Linked DNA regions of Mus musculus: regions 2, 3 and 4 are each linked to region 1. Evidence: chromatin contacts called from public Hi-C, HiChIP or PLAC-seq and promoter capture Hi-C data. All regions are on one chromosome and are shown on one strand. Each heading gives the region's core, a stretch centred on a gene start, on an enhancer-like site or on the middle of the called end of the contact. The rest is flanking DNA. Distances are from core to core; before and after follow the strand shown. Region 1 holds the start of Elovl6 (ELOVL family member 6, elongation of long chain fatty acids (yeast)). Region 2 overlaps Enpep (glutamyl aminopeptidase). Region 3 has its middle 21 kb from the start of Enpep. Region 4 has its middle 30 kb from the start of Gm35787.

Evidence for each region. Promoter capture Hi-C pulls out the DNA fragments that hold promoters and counts their contacts. A called contact is a pair of places that touch in the nucleus more often than the background predicts. HiChIP or PLAC-seq counts read pairs in DNA pulled down with a chosen protein or histone mark.
Region 2: an H3K4me3 HiChIP or PLAC-seq map of pro-B cells shows a contact between it and region 1, with 7 times the contacts expected there. The contact joins the enhancer-like site here to the promoter of Elovl6 in region 1. A contact is called at or near these places in 21 of 39 promoter capture datasets (the 3T3-L1 cell line, 3T3-L1-derived adipocytes, the C10 cell line and 14 more), 5 of 15 datasets of contacts at CTCF or cohesin (CD8 T cells, embryonic stem cells, large pre-B cells and 2 more), 144 of 484 Hi-C or Micro-C datasets (3T3-L1-derived adipocytes, the 63-12 cell line, B cells and 70 more), 52 of 115 datasets of contacts at active chromatin or transcription factors (the 230-238 cell line, CD8 T cells, DN3 thymocytes and 31 more) and 5 of 9 other capture datasets (adipose tissue, embryonic stem cells, liver and 2 more).
Region 3: a contact with region 1 is called in a promoter capture Hi-C map of pre-B cells. The contact joins the enhancer-like site here to the promoter of Elovl6 in region 1. A contact is called at or near these places in 3 of 39 promoter capture datasets (cranial neural crest, maxillary cranial neural crest and pre-B cells), 1 of 15 datasets of contacts at CTCF or cohesin (large pre-B cells), 8 of 115 datasets of contacts at active chromatin or transcription factors (the 230-238 cell line, embryonic midbrain, embryonic stem cells and 3 more) and 2 of 9 other capture datasets (adipose tissue and liver).
Region 4: a Hi-C map of muscle stem cells shows a contact between it and region 1, with 3 times the contacts expected there. The contact joins the enhancer-like site here to the promoter of Elovl6 in region 1. A contact is called at or near these places in 1 of 484 Hi-C or Micro-C datasets (muscle stem cells), 7 of 115 datasets of contacts at active chromatin or transcription factors (the 230-238 cell line, the SCID.adh cell line, embryonic stem cells and 2 more) and 1 of 9 other capture datasets (liver).

Annotation. Positions count from the first base shown.
Region 1 is chr3:129,529,760-129,535,061 of GRCm38.p6, forward strand. It overlaps Elovl6 (ELOVL family member 6, elongation of long chain fatty acids (yeast)), which reads left to right and starts at 2,627. Exons shown (of 5, transcript NM_130450.2): 1 at 2,627-2,736; 2 at 2,889-3,009. The coding sequence starts at 2,921. It overlaps Gm35986 (predicted gene, 35986), which reads right to left and starts at 2,629. Exons shown (of 3, transcript NR_153368.1): 1 at 2,498-2,629; 2 at 1,300-1,405.
Region 2 is chr3:129,306,092-129,311,393 of GRCm38.p6, forward strand. Enpep (glutamyl aminopeptidase) reads right to left here. Exons shown (of 20, transcript NM_007934.3): 5 at 3,678-3,832; 6 at 2,931-3,044. Among named protein-coding and RNA genes, the nearest start is that of Enpep, 24 kb to the right of the region's middle. Within about 2 kb of position 2,555, at least 29 of the 459 cell types and tissues checked have an H3K27ac peak or open chromatin away from gene starts, as enhancers often do. A contact at or near this core is called in the 63-12 cell line, CD8 T cells, Th1 cells and 3 more, where this site is marked.
Region 3 is chr3:129,351,365-129,356,666 of GRCm38.p6, forward strand. No RefSeq gene overlaps it. Among named protein-coding and RNA genes, the nearest start is that of Enpep, 21 kb to the left of the region's middle. Within about 2 kb of position 2,282, at least 10 of the 459 cell types and tissues checked have an H3K27ac peak or open chromatin away from gene starts, as enhancers often do. A contact at or near this core is called in pre-B cells, where this site is marked.
Region 4 is chr3:129,390,478-129,395,779 of GRCm38.p6, forward strand. No RefSeq gene overlaps it. Among named protein-coding and RNA genes, the nearest start is that of Gm35787, 30 kb to the right of the region's middle. Within about 2 kb of position 2,879, at least 29 of the 459 cell types and tissues checked have an H3K27ac peak or open chromatin away from gene starts, as enhancers often do. A contact at or near this core is called in muscle stem cells, where this site is marked.

The sequences.
Region 1 (5,302 bases), core at 1,377-3,876:
GCCCAGGGCTAACGTCTTTCTTTCATCAGCTACCCCCACCTTTCGGACTGATTTTGCCAAGTGTTTAGTCTTAGGCCTTCTTCAAAGACATTCAGGATGGCCTGACATATTGCCCCTAGAAGGACAATCTATATCTGAAGAGATAAGTGAAATCTTTACACTAAGTCTTTGAGAGTGTCAGAGGACATTAATGTCTTAATCACCAACTAGACCTCTGATTGATGTAATAATCTACAGGATTTCTTTTAACTCTGACTTATCTATCTATTCTGTGTGGATGTATGTGTGTGTGTGTGTGTGTGTGTGTGTGTGTGTGTGTGTGTGTGTGTGTGTGTGTGTTGGTGGTGATGGTGGAAGGAGGGATAGATAGGGTCTCATGTGGCCCATTATAGCTTGGAGTTTGTTACTTAGCCAAAGATGACCTTGAACTCCTGATTCTCCTGCCTCTACCTCCCAAATGTTGGAATTATAGGCATGGGTTACAATGCAGACTTCCTTCCTTTAAAGAAGTGTGTGGGGAGGAGTTGGGGGGGGGGGCTGCTTCCTTGTGCAGGTGAGCAGGTGCACGAGGAGGCCAGAGCTGTAATGGAATGTGTCATTCTCGAGATGTCTCCATCTTCATTTTAAAGACAAGGTCTCTTACTCATCTCCAAGCTCCTATTTCAGGTTTGTTATTTCAGGCTAGCCTTAGACTCATGTAGATCCGCCTGCCTCTGCCTCCCGAGTGCTGGGATTAAAGGCGCGCAGCACCACCACCTGGCTCACAGAGCCATTTCTAGCCAGCGTAAGATATAAAAGATACCTGGTCTCCAAAAATGAAAATACACAGGAGGAGTTCCCCGTCTCAGCCTCAGAGGTTCTGGGACTCTGAACTCAGGTCCTCATGCCAAGCCATTTTCACAATGTGGTGGCAATACCTCTTTCATTCCAGCACAAGGGAGGCAGGGGCAAGGAGAGCTATGAGTTGGAGGCCACACTGATTGATCTATTGCTCTACTGTGCAATTTCCAGGATGGCCAGGGATACACAGAGAATCAAAAAACAAAAACAAATAAAAAACCCAAACAAAAACAAAAACAAATGACATTAAAAACCCAGGGTGTCATTCTATCTCCTTGGCTGACCTGGATCTTGTTACTAGACCAGGCTAATCTCAAACTCACAAAAATCCACATGCTTCTGACTCCAGAGTGTATTAGGATTAAGGACATACCCACCCCCCAATTAAGGACATACCCCACCCTTTTAAGACTTGGGGGGCAGGGGAAGCAAGGATGTCACTGTGAAATTCAGACTCACCTCAAATTTCTGGCAATTTTACTAGCACCAGTCTTCCCGCCTCAGCCTCCAGTGTCTTCCTGAGATGATCTGACTGCATGAAATGCCCTCGCCTCATTTTAGTTGGCTGGTAGGTGAGGAAATGAACATCTTAGAGGGTATTTTCTCTCTGGTCCTAATGTACATCTTTAAACTAATAGGTTCTTAGCTGGGCTGTGGTGGCCCGAACCTTAGTCCCAGAACTTGTGAGTGAGGCAGAGGCAGGCAGATCTCTGAGTCTGAGACCAGCCTGGTTTACAGAGCCAGTTCCAGGGCAACAAGGGCTACACAGAAAAATCATGTCTCGAAAAGCCAAAAGCACCTAAAAAACCCAAACCAAACAAACAAAAAAACCCAATCTTGAAAATCACAAACATTTAAAAAACAAACAAACAAACTAATAAGTGTTGATCAGTATCTTTTGTTGGATCTAAATATTATATTATTAGGTACCTTATTGTCTCTTACTTCCTTCTTCCTTTTAGGACTAGAAAATACCATCCTCCAGAAAAATAAGGAGTATTTGGGAATGGTTGCTGTGAGCTGGTAGCCCAGGGGGAGGATTAGCATTACATAAATCCCTCTCCTACATTAATCTTTTCTTCCTAATTTCACAAGAATAAGGCAGAACTAAAGTAAAGCAGATAGATAAAGTTTTGGTATTTAGATCAGTAGGCCTAATTCTGTATGCCAAATTCCCTTCCTTTGTTCATTAATATCCCCTCCTGGTAGCCAAACCCTCTACCTAACTTCTGCCTCCTAGTCAACCTTGACTTCCCAGGTCCTCATCCTCAGCATCCTGTCTGCACGTGGTCTTAGTTCCGAAGGCTACCTGGCCCTAAGGTCAAGGTAAATCCGCGCCCAAGCTGCCCGGTGGAGGTGGTCTCAGAGGGTGCTGCGGGATCGAGGTAGTGAGGAGACTAGATCGCAAGACGTGATCCTCACATTTATTTGCCTGGAGTTCTCATGCCAGAGAACCTGGCAGATTTTACTATTTCCCAATTGTTTACTCGCCAAGCTTTCAGGTCCACGCGCCTCAGGGCTGCGCCTCTCACTCTGAAACTTCATTCAAAGGCCAGGCAGGGAGGCCCAAGAGGTGGCGAATGGGCTTGAGTATGACCTCAAGGCCACTTCCTCCCTCTTGGCGCCCTTCCCTCCCCTCCCCCAGTCCACCAACCACCTTCTTGTAAACAAAACTATCCCCCAGGGCGATGGGAGGTCTTGCTCTTCTGCGCCCTCTCGCGCAAAGGGTTAATTTTCCCGATCGCACGAGGGGGAGGAGATTTCCCTGTAGACGAGTAAAAAGCGTGATGGACAAACGTGCGGGCACTAAGACCGCAAGGCATTCATTTCCTCCTACGGTGGATGCGGACGCTGGGAGGAGAGCCCCTGAGCTAGGAGCTGGGAGCAGAGGCGCAGGCAATGCTCAACCCTGGATGTAGCTGAGAGGCTGGGAGAGAGATCGGCCAGGAGACTGACGGCGGGGCAATACCTAGGGGGGTGGGAGGGGGAAGCAGACAGGAGAGCACTCAAAATAAAAGGCTCTTTACAGATTTTTTTATTTTGTATAGAGAACACGTAGCGACTCCGAAGATCAGCCCCAATGAACATGTCAGTGTTGACTTTACAAGAATATGAATTCGAAAAGCAGTTCAACGAGAACGAAGCCATCCAATGGATGCAGGAAAACTGGTAGGTGATGCTTTCGCGAGATACTATTCCCGGGAGTGCATTAATGTCGGTATTCCTGGTCTGAGCGTGAGCGGAGCGACGGATGGATTGCCGGCAGTAGCCAGCAGATCGCGGAGTTCCAGGGTCTCATGTCTGCAGGAGACTCTGAAGCTGCATGGAAGCGTGCGGTTTGGGGGGTGCTCTGTGTGAGCCGCGGCCACGCGGGCATCTTTGTGTAGATTATATAACATAGAACATATAATATGTGTACCTGTAATAATATACGGGAGACAGAGGCATGTTACAATCCAGCTATCCCACCTGTGTTGTCTCCCTGCTTTCGCTTAGATTTGGGGGTTCTGCTTGGCCTCCCGCAACTGGAGCGTGCAAGGCAGTGGAGGGAGGACCCGGTCTCCGCTCCCTTTAACCCTCTTCAGCCCGCCTCTCTCTGGTCCTTTCCCTCTCCCCATCCCTCGTGTCCTTCCTTTCTCCTTGTAGTTCTTCCACTTTACTGCCCTCCCTTGACTGCCGCCTCCAGCCGTAGATGCCCAGGGTCCAGGACCCCTTCCCCACTCAGATTACTTTCCGGTTTCATAAAGACATCGGGGAGGAGGGGACAATGAAAACTGCAATAAAAATGAATGAACCCGAGCAAGTGGAGCCACGCCATTATTAAGTTTCTGTGTAAAGGAAACGCCTTTTGGACACGCTTCTCCGCGTGGAGCAGCAGTTTAAGTACTGGAAGGCTCCTGCCAGGGCAGTCTCGGAGGTCTTTCCCCAGAACTTCGAATCCGGGAAAACATCTTGTTTACTGAGTTCCTCCGGTCAGTCTTCTGAAAAATCCCCGTGTGGGAGGCGATCCGGTGTCACCTTGCAGTATTTTAAGAAGGGAGCTCCCTCCTTCCCGTAGACCGTGCTGTGGTTGGAGATGTTTCCCTCCGGTTTAGTGCGAGCCCCCTCGATCTCCCCACCCCCACCCCACCCCCTCTGCGCCGCGGCCGGCCCTCGGGGGGCTTCCGGGCTCCGGGAGGTTCCGCTGCCGCGTGCGAGGGCGCTCGCGACCTGCCTTCCCTCCCTCCATTCATCAATGGGAAACCGGAGACGCCGGCGCTCCCGGGCTGGAGCGGGTGGTGGCAGCCGCCGGGGGTTCGCCTTCTCCAGCCCGATCCCGGGCTTGCTGCTCCCGCCCCTTCTCGCCCGCGGGGAGCGCGCCCACCCTTGGCCTTCAGCTTGCGAGCTGGGCCCTTGGGCGGTTTACGGCGGCGGCCGGGCGGAGCCGAGACTCCGGGGCGCGCGAGTTCGGGCCGCGGCATGGCGGCTGCCTGGAGGCCCTGAGCCCCAGAGCCAGCCTGGTGCGGTCGCCGGCGTGCTCCTGGACACCGAGGACGCGGGCCTGGGTCCCGAGCGCGATTACACCCCCGGGGAGTCTGGATCGCCCCGTAAGGGGGAGGCCATAGGGAGGCCCGAGCGCTGCAGGAAGCCCAGCCCCCTCGGGCTGGCGTTCGGGGGGTCCTAGCGGTGCACTTCCTCCCGTTAGGGGCTTGGGGGGGAGGGGGGGCTGTGACCCGAGCTCAACCTGCCAACCTAGGGCTCCGATCTTCTCTGAGACCATTTGTCACCGTCCCTTGCAGGGCTCTAGCCTGCCTTCCTGCCTTCCTCCTCCAGTAGCCCGCAGCTCGCGTCTCTAGCTTGCTGCATCCCGGTTGGGCCTGTCATTCCGGAGCAGGCATTCCTAGCCTCTGCAGGCGCATGGCACTCAGTCTGCCCTGCTGCTGCACCACCCTAGTGCATGCTGTTTGTTGCCCACCCCACCCCACCCCCTTTTCCTAAGGTACCCCAGGACCATTTCCCGCCTCTTTCTCCAGACACTCAGTTAAGTGACTTTCACTCTGTCAGAACTAGACAGGTCCTTGGTCCTCGTGGGACTGAAAATATCCCAAATCCATGAATTTCTTTTCCCTTGTTATTCTTTGGCCACTATTAACTCCTGAACAGTACTTATGTTCTTCCTGACAATGTATTTTCATTATCTTATTTTCCTTATTTCTTATTTTAAAGGTGGCTCCTAGCACATCGTGGGCTGATGTGATGAACCTTTTCTGGTCTTTTTTTTTTTTTTTTTCTGGTCTTGATTTTGCAAAGCATTTTGCAAAATCTTACTTTGTACAAGGCAGATGCTTACAAGGTCCAGCGATTAAAACGCTCATTTGACCGCCAACACAACCTGCTCATATCCGTGTCTGGATTCAGCATGCTTGGCTTGCGTTTTGAACGCTGTTCTAGTCACACTGTAGAATGGATGTTCTTCCCGTCT
Region 2 (5,302 bases), core at 1,305-3,804, 220 kb before region 1:
AAACTCCAGTTCATGTGCAGCACTTGATACATAGTACTGGGTACGCAGGGGAACTCTGCAAATTGTCTGTCATTGTTACTTTGATTCATATGGATGAAGATTCTGCAAACTCACCCTGTTAAACTAGTACTAATTAAAAAAAAAAAACAAAAAAACAAAAAACATCAACACTTTAGTTCTTCTACTAGCTTAAAATATTTCCAAAAAGGGTGCTTGTCATGTTAACTTATATTTCCCAGTGTCATGGTTGCCCTTCATAATAGACAAGGTTCTGTGGTTGGATGATGCCCACAATCACAGTTTGACTTGAATTTTGTTTGTTGGGTGGGTTGGTTGGTTCGGTTTGCATGTCAAGAGGTTTAAGTGAGAAGAAAAACCCGTGTTTTTCTGAATGTACCCTGCCTCTCACATCATTGGGGAGTGTTATTATCTTCTTCAAGCAAAAAGTTGTCACTGATGAAGTAAGTCACAGAGGTATTCATGGGATTTTTCTTTCTAACTTATTTACCAGACTCCTTTCCACACAAGGCCGTAAACTGGGAACTCCGTGAGGACTAAATAAATGTTTTTATCAAATGACTTGATTGTCTGCTCTTAGGTAAATGCAAGATGAATAAATAGGAAGAAGGGAGGGGGGGCAAATTACAGCTATTTATGTGATTATATTCCACTGAGGGGTAAAAGAGTGAGTAATAAATTCTAGAATACACCAATCCCACCCCCACCCCTTCCCGGTCCTGAGAATTGAGCCTAGGACTTTGCCCATGCTAGCAAAATACTCTATCACTGAGATACATCCACAGCCTTGGTTTTCTAAGTCAGGGCTTCACTAAGAATCTCAGGCTAGCCTTGAACTCTTGATTCTGTTGCTTCAATCTCCCAAGTGCAGGGTTCACTGGCGTTTACAACCAAGCTGGGCTTAATGGTGTTTTGAAACATCAAAATTGGAGTTTAACTGACTATTCAAATGTTACAGTTTAATATCAGAATTTGATAAAGGGAGGTCACCAAAATACTTTAATAGAAAAAATAAAAGACAAAATTATTTACCCGTTGTGTAGTTTATTTTCAAAAAATTACGAATTCATCAATGTTTACTGTCATGATGATCGGCAACTGAAGATTTTTACTTGTTTATTTTTATCTCTATTCCTAGCCTTTGTCACCACTGGGACAGGGGAGCTAGCAGTAGAGAGTGTGACAGGAACTGGCTAGTGTGCACTGCATAGGGAGGCCCATGAAACAAAGCATTGCCCCAAATGTTAATAGTTCCCGGGTGGAAAAACCCTGATGTAAATTGTTTAAAGACTCAACTTTGCAGAGCAGTTCCCCTCACCTTTCAAAGAAGGTTAGGGGGGATGCAAGTATTTAATGTAAAAGATAGATTTCCCAAGGGACAGGCTGATGGCACACTCCTTTCATCTCGGCACTCTGGAGGCAGAGGTAGACAGATCTCTGTGGATTCAAGCGGGGAGGGGGAGTCCTGGGGGGGGGGTAGGATTTACAACAATTGCTTCTTAAAACTTTTTAACCTACATCAGCAGCTGGGACTACAGGGACAAGATCAAGTCAACCAAACTTCCCAGCTTGGACTGGGGAGAGCTTATGCTATGTACCCCTAGCTTAGGAGCTGCCCCACCCCCATTGATGGCAGCTATGCAGGGGAGGGTTCCATTTTTCTTCAGGAATGTGGCCCTGGAAAGTCTACCCCATGTTCCAGTAGCTGGTCCTACACCCGAGTGTATTTTCATTTGTTTGTTTGCTGTTTGTTTTGTAAGGACATAAAATTGAGAAGGAAAAGTTGGGACAGTGAGGAGATGGGGGGAAGAGGCAGGAGGCAGGGAAAAAAAAAAGTTTTAAAGTTGAAAAAGGAAAACTGTTATAGACTCTTGCGCCCCAGGGAAGTTAAACTTCTGTTGGATGGTGTGCTCCTGTATTTTTAAATTTGCCCTTTAGTAGCTTTTCAGCGACACTTAGGAAGCATTGGAGTTTAGAGGTCACTTAAAAATACTTTCAGAAGTCAGAGAAAGATAAAAATAACTCCAAGTTGAGCAGTCTTGTTATTTCTTTATCAAATTCACGTGGGAGACTAAGCCCTTTAAATACACTTTATTGTTCGCCTTTACAACAACTGGACGAGGCAGTTCTTTTTAAAGGGATGCAGACAAGGTAAGTTACTCAATGTCACAAACTAGTCCAGTAGAGGGCAGTATTCTACATACTTCATGGTAATCTACATCTACACAGAGATAGGTATACACATCTATGGAGTGAACACACATGCATATATTCAGCCAGAGACGAATACTTACACGATCTAAATACAAACAGAAAAGGCTTAATTTTCCTAAAGAAAATTCTGTAGCAATCCTGGAAAGTTTTATTCCAGGTCCCTTGAGAGCACACTGAGAACGTTCACTAAGCCTACAGTTTGACAACTTGAACGCTTACTTGATACTGAACAATGCTCTCATCGGACATGAAAGGGAGAGCTGACCCAGAGAAGAGCGTGCACCTCGCTTGTGGCCAGGCTTCCTGCTGTGCATCTGAGAGCTGATGCATTTAGGATGTGAGCTTGCACCTAACTGCTAAGTTTTCACCACATCACAGCCTTGCAGCAACCAGCTCAAGTCAAAGAGCTTATAAAATAAGACTTGGGAAGGGCTGACACCCTACTTCCTGGAAATGCAAGGTGGGCGTTTCTTACACTTTCTGCCCTGATCCCCCATCTAGACAGGTGTTTGTCTATGGCTCCCTACTGCCTCAATGACCAGGTAAAGGCTCTTGGCAAAGAGCAGCTCAGGGGAAGTTCCTGGCTCCTGGCTTCTGACTACCTTCACAACGGATATTTGACACTGATCCTAGACCTCTGTCAAAGGCTTCAGTTGGGTTTCCACGAAGAAACAGATTCAGATTGTGTTAGGACTCACCATCTGCCAGTCTTTTTCTGCGTGGTTTACTCCCAAGAACTCGAAGAACGAAGCAAATCCTTCATTTAGCCACAAGTCGTCCCACCAGTCCATGGTCACAGTATTTCCAAACCACTGAAATGAAAAGCAACGGGGAAATAGATGCTTACTCTCGCAGTAGGGAGGTGCTAGGAAATTTCATGGCGTGGATTTGTAACTGACACAGAAGCAATCAGTATTGTACCTAACATGTATTTCCCACTTCATCTTGATTTGAGGAATGTTAAATTCTCCAGTTTATTAATATAATTTAAGGAATATATAATGTTATAGGAAGGTCTCTTGTGTTTTTATTAAATGCAAAACAGTCTAAAACTGTGGTTCTCAGCCTTCCTAATGCTGCCACCCTTTAATGCAGTTTCACACGTTGTGGTGACCCCAACCATAAAATTATTTTTTGTTCCTACTTTGTAACTCTAATTTTGCTACTGCTATTAATCATAATAGACATATCTGTGCTTTCTGATGGTCTTAGGTAACCTCTGTGAAAGGGTCATTTGACACCCACCGGGTGACCATCCACAGGTTGAGAACCGCTGGAAAGTTTCTGTGCAGTAAAATATTAGTGAAGGCTTAGACTAGCTTTCACGTGGGATGTTCTGAGTGGGTCTGTTTCACTTCGTTAGTCATCCACACTTTGTATTACTGCTGTGGAAAGAGGCCAGTTTTAAAAAGCAAGTGGATTTGTTTCAGGGAGGCCCTCTCTACCTGGTGTACAAGTTCGTGGGCAACCACGCTGGCCACTCTCTGCTGGTTAGATGAGGCCGATAGTAGGGGGTCGTAAAGCAGGTTTGTTTCTCGGTAAGTGACAAGTCCCCAATTTTCCATGGCGCCGGTGCCAAAATCTGGAATAGCAATTTTATCTGTGGAAAAAGACAGTCTGGTGAGAAATGCATTCTTTCCACTTGTTCACAGCGTCTCTTACCAAATTAACTTCTTTGGTTGACTTTGTTTTTTAAGGCTAAAAATAATGTTTCAGAGTGAGAGGCAGAAATCGTTTGTGCACAAACTCAGTCCTAATGCTCTCAACATTCCCACGGAGAAGTTCCTGTAGCCTCCAGACTTCAGTGTGTCGTCCCTCCCTAGCCCTCCCTTTTCTCTGAAGGATTACATGACTGCTCTTTTATTCCAAGCCTCTCTGGTTTTATGTCTTTTCTTCTCTTTACAGTAATTCATTTTTATTACTTTCCCCCATCTTTTATTTATGACGTTGGTTATAAACAGCACCTATTTGGGGGATACAGTGTTAGGGAAAAAAAAAGAGTGAAGCCTTTAAATGAGAACTGAGAAGACAGAACATGTGAGTTCAGAGAGACAGCTTGCATGTCAAGGACACAGACTTAGAAACCCGAGTGATGTACAATTTAAGGACAGTCTGATTCTCGGCCAATCTAATGTCCCTTTCCTCTTTTCCTCCACCTTCCCTTTGCCATCTTCCTTTGTATTTTAAATAAGCTAGAAGGACATGGAATTGACCAATTTCTCTCTCTATTTTTTTATCCAGGTCACAGGAATTTCTGTCCTATTTTCTCTGGATTTTAGAAATAACACCCAACAAAGGGAAGCAACATTGAACACTTCCACATTAAATCTGCATACAGGAAAAACACCGATTATCAGGGAATACAGCTTCCCAAGCTAATGAACTGTAACCTGAATATAATTTTTATTACTACTATAATTTAAATGAGGCACAAAATTTTAAATAAGTGAAATTTCATTCTAACATGTAAGAAAGAGGCCTTTTTGATTAAAATTTCTTAAAGATTTGTATGAAAGAATAGTGTATATATATATATATATATATATATTCATTGAAAATCAAGGTAAGAGTCGTGATTTTCTTGTCATGTTCTCATTGTAGGGGTCGCTCTTACTGTGGCATAAGAATAGCCCTCAAGCTTGGGAAAGTATGACCCTATAGCCAACAGTTTTTACAATGTTGGAAAGTACAATTTGCACAAATCCTTGAGCAAATGCATGCAATCTCTTCTCTAGTGAACACGGACATTATAATTAATTAATGTCAATTCAATTACCTTTTGATATGAGTGAGGACATCACTTCCAAAGGCTCTAGTATACAGATAAATCTGAAAGTGTTAAAGACACCCAGGGAAGCACATGGGAGAGAAGAGAAGAGGGAGAGAGAGAGAGAGAGAGAGAGAGAGAGAGAGACTGGTGTGAATTCTGCATCTGGGGTCACCGTGATCACAAGGAGTGAGACAAAGACAATGAACTCTGCATTCCAGTTCCTGTAACATTCGGAATTTTCCTCTGAGTCTGGTAGAAAGCTACTTGTCTTTCTGTTTCCTCTCATAATTTATATGTGGT
Region 3 (5,302 bases), core at 1,032-3,531, 180 kb before region 1:
GCATCAGGAAGCTCAAGAAATATCCTCCTTGTGGCGGCAGAGAAACCTCCCCCTCCCATTTTCACAGTGTGTCTCCGTCTCTAATCTTCATTGCTTTGTCCTTGAGGTTGCCCTGGCCTGGGCTCCCCTTACAGTCTCCAACATTGGATAGATGACTGGAGCGTTTCCCACCAGTTCCTCAATCACCTAATCTTTGTGACCTTTGATTCGAAGATAGAAAAACGTGGGGTTATCGGCAGAGCCTGTGCTTCATTTAGCACATCTCTTATCTAGCCAAATTCCTATCACACCCTTCCCACACCCAAGCTGAACCTTGAATCGGCATTCTGCACTCTTGGATTAGGCTGTTGCTGAGGGTCAGGTGCCTGTCATGGGCAGGGCTGTTCAGTAGAGCCAAGTGTCCATCAAGCCTAGAACTGAGGTAGAGATCTCAAACATAACTTCCTTAGCAGCACGTGATGGCTGATTTGCTAATTCATCTTAGCCGCTTCTACCTGCATAAAATACCTACAGAAAAAACATAGATTTGCCTTCCATAAGAACACAAGGATTGTAGTGCTCTACTGCAGTTTTGATATAACCTAATTAATATAAGACAACTAAAATCACACTCAGGTAAGGACCAATGTAAAGCTGCTGCTCCAGCACCGTAACTGCCTGCCTGCTGCCACGCTCTCTGCAATGATGGTCATAGACTCACACCCTGAAACTCTAAGCTTCCAATAAACTCTTTCTTCTATAAGTTGTTTTGGTCATGGTATCTCTTCACAGCAATGAAATATAAGACACCACTGCAGTGTGTAGTTTTTACTACGCCCACTTTAAGCTCTGAGTGAACCATGCTACCAGCCTCACCCAGGTTCCCTTAGATCTGTGGATGAAAGACAGACAGACAGACAGACAGACAGACACACACACACACACACACACACACACACACACACACACCAACTAGCTTATTTTTATATGCTTTAGCTCAGTGGCTTCCTCAGCTACTGCATCCGCTTTTTCACTCCCAGTTCAGCACCCTAAATCTGCCCTCAGCTTAGTTATGTTTCTAATCTCCTCCCTGCTAACCCAGGCCCAGTCAGGGAAGCGGCCAATGGCCACTCCACCCTAGATCTCACATGGCTGGTGGCTTTTTCTCCCTCCAAAGCATGGTGACTCTCTTTGCCCCCCAAGTCTGCTAGCCTGCCTTCGGGAAAACTGAAAGTCACACCTATTCTGTCCAGCCCATTGGCTGCTAGTATTTTTATTGACCAATCAAGAACCAGTGGGGAACTGGACCTTCACTGCTCACACGCAAATTCCCAATCACGGCATCAGAACCACCTCTTATACACTGTCTCTCAGTATAGGTGGCACCAGATGTAGAAGGACTGAGGAGAAAGGAGTGATGCCTTTGCCAATGCACTTCCCCTGCCTGAGGCTGAGGGCAGCCATTGTGTTGTTGCCTCTGCTTCCATCTTTTTGCTAACATTAGAACCTAGCCCCTTCAGTCTTCCCTAGGGACTGAAGACTCATAGTTCTCCGGGAATCCTCCAGATCTTCAGTGACTGATTCTGAATCCGGAGGCATCCAGGCTCATGGAATGAGCAACTTCAGGGTTCTCAGCTCTTCAGCATGTAGATGGCCATCGTTGGCCTACCCTGCCTGTGTCATGGAAGCTTAACTAACAAATCTCCTTTGTAATGTTGGTTCTGTCCCTCTAGAGAACCCTCACTAGTATAATATAAGGCTCTTTTCCCAGGAGAGAGGGAGAGGGAGAGGGAGAGGGAGAGGGAGAGGGGGAGGGGGAGGGAGAGGGGGAGGGGGAGAGGGAGAGGGGGAGGGGAGGGGGAGAGGGAGAGGGGGAGGGGGAGAGAGGGAGAGAGGGAGAGGGAGAGAGGGAGAGAGGGAGAGAGGGAGAGAGGGAGAGAGGGAGAGAGGGAGAGGGAGAGAGGGAGAGAGGGAGAGAGGGAGAGGGAGAGAGAGAGAGAGGGAGAGGGAGAGAGAGAGAGGGAGAGAATTGGTGGACTGACTCTTACTCTGAGACTCTGAGCCAAGAGAACTGTGAATCTGGACTGATGAAGTAGCAGAAAGACATTAGACTCCTTCACAAATTAGTCAGTCATTTATGGTGATGGGATGGGTCACTCTGAGTGTAGAGTGCTGTGTGAGTGACAGTGGGACTGTCACTGGACTTTCAGTCCTATTCTATTTCTGACATTCTTGACTGTGGTGGTAAATTTCTGTTCTTCACCCTTGAAGCACCAGTCTGGAGTCTGCAGCAGCCAGGGCCATCTGTGGTAAAGGCAGTTTCCTCACACAGTGAGGGGCTCAGCTGCAACAGCAGGTGGAGGCAGTCCTATACAGCCAGTTTCTTGGAGGGTGGTCATGGAATGATGGGGTCCATTCCTCTCAGGGAAGGACAAGTTCTGACTCCAGCTGCAAAGCCAAAGCAAACAGATATACTCCTCCATGACAAACATTCTGGAAGATTCTGGACAATTCTGGACATATCAAAGGAAGGAGCCTAGTGGAGTCCTCTCTTCCTGTCGAAGTGGGCATGACAGTGAAACTTGATTGCTCCCGAGAGACAGTAGAAGGTAGGTACAGACAGGCTTCTTGTCTCCTTTTCTGCTCAAAGGTTCCTCGAGGCAAGTGTGAAAATAAAATAGGAATAGTCCTGAAGTAGTTTCTTTGGAAACTATTGCCAACTAAAACTTCCACTTCAAATCCCATTGAAACTTCTTGATATTTGCTTTGCAGTTTTCAAAATGAATATGTAAATATTGCTCAACTCTACAACTTTTTTTTCTTCTTCTGAGATTGCTTTTTTTTTTTTTTTTTCCTGAACAGAATCTCAACATGTAGCCCTGGCTAGCCTAAATGAAACTTGCTATGTAGACCAGGGTGGCCACAAACCCACGGAAAACCACCTGCTATCTGCCTCTGCTGGGATTAAAGGTGGACACTGCCGCAGACCCTCTTTGGTCCCTGTCTGTGTGGAATGGGTCTCTGGTTGCAGGTGGACAAGGACTCGGCAGGAATTGACAGACAGACTGGACACGAGGGAGTGTGGATCTGAATGTAATTTGTCAAATTGAGCATCAAACTTTTTATACAGAAGAAAATAGGGAAGTTGGGTGACACATCAGCAAGGTACAAAGAGGTTACTGGATGCTTACACAAAACAGAGGAATGCAAACACAGAAGGATTGGCAGGAACCAACTGAGATAAAATTGAATGTTAACAACTGGGATCAAAAACAGCTCCATCTAAGATCCACTTAATCTTAGAAGCCAGGAAGGCACGAAGATAGTTCCTACTCCAATCTATTGTATAGTCCACCTTTCCCCTAGGCCATTGTAAATTCCTGTGTATGGGTAGAACTCAGCTATCTATAGTTCTAAGTATCTACTCTGGTTCCTCTTTAGGTCACAAACTTCCTTCTTCCTAGATAATGGTAAATTTCTGTGTAGAGCAGTGACTTAGCTATACATGCCCAAGGTCAGATCAAGGACTGCCTAGAATCTAACTTAGCTATATGTCAAAATATCAATCCTTATTAGCACTTGTAATAAAGCAATATTAAGGGAAAGCACACAGATTCATTTACCAACTAAAGCAAGGACATTGGAGCATTCTTTATACAGGATGCCACAATTCCAGGAGACTAAGTTTCCATGAACTTTTTGCCTCGGGACAGCGCCCAGGTTTTTGGGGCCTGTTGTGCTTGTCACTACTGGAGTAGATGTAGCAGAATGAGAATGGGTCCCATACTCATATATTGTGAACACTTGGCCACCAGTGGGTGGAACTATTTGGGAATGAGTAGGAGGTGTGGCATTGCTGGAGGAGGTGTGTCCATGGGAGGTGGGCTTTGATCTTTCAAGAGCACATGTCTTTCTCAGCTAGCTCTCTCTACCTTGCACTTATGGATCTAGATGTAAAGCTCTCAGCTACTGCCCCAGTGCCATGCCTGCCTGCTTGCTCCCCACCATGATGCTCATGAGCTCCAACTGTCTGGATCTGTAGGTCTCAGGCTAGATGCTTTCTTTTGTAAGTTGCGTTGGTCATGATTTTTTGTGCTAGCAATAGGTACTAAGGTGTGGTGAAAGGGAGTAAGGTAACCAGGAAGGTTAAATACCATTTAATTACAAGATACTGGGAAAAAAACTATGGGGACAGTAGACAGATTGGTGGTTTCTGGGAATTCAAGGGAGGGGAAGGAGGGGCCAATTGTGGAGCACAGGATTTTTAGAAAGATAGTTGATACTATAGTGTTTCGTGCGTGTCACAGTATACTCATTCAAACAGAGCTCTTACCAAAGACAAACCTTGATGTAAACTTCGGACTTCAGTTAATAATGTGCCGATTCCAGCTCATCTTTTATAACAAGTGTTGTAATTCTGTGTGATGGTAGGGAGCAAGATGGGAGGGAAGATAAAGAGTATGTAGACACTCTTTGTACTTTCCTAATGTGCTGACTATGGAACCCAGGGCCATTTAACAAGTACTAAACAAGCACTTACCATCTAGATACATCCCTGACCCTTTTAATTATTTTTATTTGAAGACAGAGCCTTCTATAAGCCAAGCTAGGCTCAAACTCACTACGGAACCATGGAAGGCCTTGAACTTATGATCTGTCTCCATCTTATGAGTAGCTGGGATTCCAGGCATTCACTACCACAGCTAGTATCATCAACATTTCTGTGACCTTAAAGCTGCTGGAAAATAAAAGCGTATGAATTAAGTTTATCTGTTCCAGTGTATACCTATGCATACTCACCTATACAAGGACAATAAAAATGCACAGCAATGAGAAAACAGTGCTTCACGGCATTGCTGTAGTGTACGGTGAAATGTCCTTACAACTCCTTTTACGGGACTTTTTAGGTACCTTGTCTTTATCAGAACTGGCAATGGTTGGAAGCATATCGAACAGTACAACCAAGAGTGTCAGCGCTCAGAAATGCATTCCAAGGTGCAGTCATCATAATCCAGAACTGCAGAGGCAGGAGTTACAGAGATGGGAATCATAGCAGGGGGGGTGATGGTGACCCCTGTGGTCTACAGAGAAGGGAGAAGCGTGTGTTCAGAGAGAAGCACGGGCTCAGCCGATGAATCCTGACAGGCCCTTGAAAGCCTGAACCCTTAGCACATTTAACATGGCATCTCAAAGTCAAGTTGAACAATGAACATCACGAATTGAAAATTAGAAATAAAGAAAAGTGTCAGCTGAGAAGACCACACACGCACACACACTCACATACACACATACACTCTCACATGCACAATTACATACATACTCT
Region 4 (5,302 bases), core at 1,629-4,128, 140 kb before region 1:
TGTGTGTGTGTGTGTGTGTATGTATGCGCGCGCGCGTGCGAGCACGTGTATGTGCGTGTGCGTGTGTGTGAATAAAATCACTCCTAAGGGTCAGAGAATCTTCCTTGGGTAGCAGATGGCAGCAGATGCAGAGACCCATAATAGATGTCTCCACCAAATCCCTCCCCTCATAGCTCTGGGAACCCTGCAGAAGAGTATACGAGCCAGAGCAGATGGAGCACACCAATAGAACACAGCCCTCTGAGTCAACTAAGCAAGGCGCATGTGAGCTCACAGACACTGAAGCAGCAAGCACAGGGCCTGTGTACTTATCGCATCTTTTAGCTTAGTATTTTTATGGGTCTCCTGAGAGGGAGAATGAGTGGGTGTCTGAATCTTGTGCCTTGGGACTCTTTTCCTTCTGTTGGGTTGCCTTTTCCAACTTTGATATGATAGGTTTTTGCTTCATCTTATTGTATTTTATTTTGTTATGTTTGGGAGAGAGAGGGAAAGAGGGAGAGAGGGAGAGAGGGAGAGAGAGAGAGAGAGAGAGAGAGAGAGAGAGAGAGAGAGAGAGAGAGAGAGAGAAAATGGTCAGAGAAAGAAAATATTGTTACTGTGCTTGCTTTGCCTGGTCGATTGTCTTTGAAAAGTCATTTAGGACAAGTTCCCATTTGTCTGTCATTCTTACCTATTGGCGTTTGACTCCTTTGTACTCTGGGCGCTCGGTTTTGAGCCCAGGACTTTATGCATTACGCAGGGCATCTTTCAGTAAGCATCATTTCATCCCCCACCCATGACTTTTTATTAACTCTGTGTACATACATGTATCTACATATGTAAACATAAAGTGTGTATGGTTCACTGAGCAGTGTTATAGAGCATGTAACCAGACTCAAATCAGGACACAGTACCACCCAGCATTCCCAAGGCCCTAGAACTGTCTAGAGCTGTGGTTCTCAGCCTTCCTAATGCTTCGATCCTTCAGTACAGTTCCTCATGTTGTGGTGACCACCGACCATAAAATTACTTTTGTTGCTACTTCATAACTGTAATTTTGCTACTGTTATGAGTCATAATGCAAATAATATCTGCTAAGCAAGATATCTGATATCACCCAGGAAAGGGTGATTCAACCCCCAAGGAGGTCGAGACCCCACACATTGAGAACAACTCTTCTTAAAGTTCACTTTTATTTCCTTTTAGCCTCTTCTCCGTTGTTGAGTTCTAATTTTATCTACAAATTTTGGTGAAGACAGTTTTCCCATGCTTGCTTCTCAAGCCAATTGCTATATTCCTTTGAGAATATTTTGGCTTTCTTCCTCTCTCTCTCTCTCTCTCTCTCTCTCTCTCTCTCTCTCTCTCTCCCTCTCTCTCTCTCCCTTTCTTCTTTCTTCTTAACTTATAAAGTCTTCCTTCACTCAGAAGGCCAGTGACTGTTCCCCTATATTTTGGTCAGGAATGCTTGATTGCAACATGTCATCCTCCCTGGGATCCACTTTGGTGTGAGATGGGGATGATAGCTTCAATCACTGTTTTGCCAGTAGCCCATCTTAAAAGAGCTTTTGTTCCCAGGGGTCACAGCTGTGCTAGCTGGACAGCTTCCTCCGGGCAAGAGACATGGTTTAGTTTGAGGAGAGAAGGGTTAGTCAGGACTCCCTAAGCTGAGGAATCCAGAAAACTTCATGATAGATAGGGTTTTTCAAAGTGAGTCAAGAATTTTATACACGTTTGGACCTAGCTATACAGTGACCTGAAGAGGGGCAGCAAATAGCTTGGCTAAACATCATCCCGACAATGTTAAATGAATGAGCTAATTGGGGAAAGGTCATTTCCTTACCTTGTACGTCAAAATGACAGTCTGACGTTTTCTGGGAAAGGGGCCACAGAGCTATTCACAGGCAAGTGGGCTGACAGCACAGAAGGGAGGCTTGGAAGGGCAGTTTGGCCACAAAGAACGAAATGTGAAATGTGTTAACAAGTGACAAGGTGGAGATTCTAATGCTCTTTCTGCTCCTTAAAATCCGTGTGCCCTTTAAAAATATACCCGATCAAACTGTCGTTTTCTAACAGGCACAAGCAAATGCTCGACCCTCCATTTTGCTGAAGGTTGGGAAATGCCGCATCAATAGAAGGAGCTTGGCCCCAGGGTGGGCAGCTCACTCTCAGTGCAGTTTTCCCACAAGATGGAGTGCTGAGGTGAAAAGTAGAGACAGTAGAGAGTGGGGACGGAGTTGGAGAGTGGGGATGGAGCTGGAGGGGTCCACCAGCTGCAGACTGGAGACAGGTCAGGGAATGGGTGCGGCTACCCACTTGCTGGACGATAGAACTGATCAAAGGGAAATGAGCAAAGCCCCTGCAGACACTGTTGAGAATTTTACATCTGTGTGGGGCAATGGGCTATTCACAGACAGGCTGATCTCCAGTCGAGTTGAGGTCTGAACCCCGGTAGAACCCGTGATGGTAATTCCCACCTACATGGGACAGAAGATGTTCCCTCATGTCTCCTGGACCTTCAGGCTAGACGCCTCCCAGTTACCTAGCAACAGCAAGACCACTATATGAGGGGCTGCTTGGCCCCTCCTCGCTCTCTTAAGCTTTTACTTTCCCCCTTACTCTCCCCCTTACTCTCCCCCTTACTCTCTCTCCTCGCTCTCTCTTTCTAACCTCTTACTCTTCTCTAGCCTTTCTTCTTTCTCTCTCTCGTTTCCCCTTCCCTTCTCTTGGCCATGGTCACTCCCCCCCCCCCCCCACCTTCTCTCCGTTCTCCCTGCCTTTCTACAATACAGCTCTAAAATTATAGACTGTCTCTGTTCGTCAAGGTCCACTGTGCTTGGATGATCAGCTAGGCTTTCTCCTAATGAGCCGTGTCTAACCTCCCCTCAGAAGGCTTTCCGTGTCCAGCCACAAACCGAAACTAAGAACTCTCGTCTGCGTGGGAACCTTTCCCCTTGCCCTCTCTCCCATATCTCTGGGGCCGAGAGTGTCACCCCGGGAACCCTGGTATCGGGGGCTGCCCCTTGTCCACCCCCCATCAAGTGGGGTCCAGTGACTTCATACAGCCAGATGCCCACCGGGGAAAAGCGTCCAGCAGTCCTCCTGAGTTCGCCTGCCCAGAGCACAGGAACTCTGGTCAGACACGGGCTCTCTCCCTCCCCCCTCTTCCCCTATACCCACAGCCCCACACATCTGTGTTTTCCTCCCTAACAAGAAGGGGACATTGTGGGGCTGTGGTGGGAAGAGCATGGACTTTGAAATCAAGCCAGGGACTGGATCCCGACTCTACTCTGTAAGACCTGAAGGACATTTATTAGCCTCTCAGGGACGTCAGTTACATCTCACACAATGGGGAGAAAGCAACATTGTCTTAGGGTCTCTATTCCTGCACAAACATCATGACCAAGGAGCAAGTTGGGGAGGAAAGGGTTTATTTGGCTTACATTTCCGCATTGCTGTTCATCACTGAAAGAAGTCAGGACTGGAACTCAAGCAGGCCAGGGAGCAGGAGCTGATGCAGAGGCCATTGAGGGATGTTCTTTACTGGCTTGCCTCCCCTGGCTTGCTCAGCCTGCTCTCTTATAGAACCCAAGACTACCAGCCCAGAGATGGTCCCACCCACAAAGGGCCTTTCCCCCTTGATCACTAATTGAGAAAATGACTTACAGTTGGATCTCATGGAGGCATTTCCTCAACTGAAGCTCCTTTCTCTGTGATAACTCCAGCTGTGTCAAGTTGACACAAAACCAGCCAGTACAAACACCTTGGTCAGAGAGTAGAACTAGACCACTCTGCATATAAAGGACCCAGAGGAAAGCCTAGGACCAAATGGGAGGTAGGCTTCGCCATTTCTGTCAAGTGCTTCTGTTTTCTTTTCCTGTGTATAAATAACAGGTTTACTTCAATGTCAATAAAAAAATGGATTTGGGAGGACTGGAGAGATAGCTCAGCAGTCAAGAGAGAGCACTGACTGCCCTTACGGAGGTCCTGAGTTCAAATTCCAGCAACCACATGTGGCTCACAACCACCTGTAATGAGATCTGTTGCCCTCTTCTGGTGTGTCTGAAGACAGCTACAGTGTATGTACATATAATAAATAAATAAATCTTTTTAAAAATGGATTTGATTACTATAAACAAGAAGTCTCAAAGGGGTATAAAGACCCCTCCTATCCTTTTTCCCTTGGCCAGGCTTGTGGTTTGAACCTCCTGTTACAGGAAGTTTGGGGGGTGCTCTTAAGACTTCTGAGGGCGTGTACAACCACTCTGGAAATCAGTCTGGCGGTTCCTCAGAAAATTGGACATAGTACTACCGGAGGATCCAGCAATACCTCTCCTGGGCATATATCCAGAAGATGCCCCAACTGGTAAGAAGGACACATGCTCCACTATGTTCATAGCAGCCTTATTTATAATAGCCAGAAGCTGGAAAGAACCTAGATGCCCCTCAACAGAGGAATGGATACAGAAAATGTGGTACATCTACACAATGGAGTACTACTCAGCTATTAAAAAGAATGAATTTATGAAATTCCTAGCCAAATGGATGGACCTGGAGGGCATCATCCTGAGTGAGGTAACATATTCACAAAGGAACTCACACAATATGTACTCACTGATAAGTGGATATTAGCCCAAAACCTAGGATACCCAAGATATAATATACAATTTCCTAAACACATGAAACTCAAGAAAAATGAAGACTGAAGTGTGGACACTATGCCCCTCCTTAGAAGTGGGAACAAAACACCCATGGAAGGAGTTACAGAGACAAAGTTTGGAGCTGAGATGAAAGGATGGACCATGTAGAGACTGCCATATCCAGGGATCCACCCCATAATCAGCATCCAAACGCTGACACCATTGCATACACTAGCAAGATTTTGTTGAAAGGACCCAGATGTAGCTGTCTCTTGTGAGACTATGCCGGGGCCTAGCAAACACAGAAGTGGATGCTCACAGTCAGCTAATGAATGGATCACAGGGCTCCCAATGGAGGAGCTAGAGAAAGTACCCAAGGAGCTGGGGGGATCTGAACCCTATAGATGGAACAACATTATGAACTAACCAGTACCCCGGAACTCTTGACTCTAGCTGCATATGTATCAAAAGATGGCCTAGTTGGCCATCACTGGAAAGAGAGGCCCATTGGACTTGCAAACTTTATATGCCCCAGTACAGGGGAACGCCAGGGCCAAAAAGGGGAAGTGGGTGGGTAGGGGAGTGAGGGTGGGTGGGTATAGGAGACTTTTGGTATAGCATTGGAAATGTAAACGAGCTAAATACCTAATAAAAAATGGAAAAAAAAAAAGAAAAAAAAAGTAAAT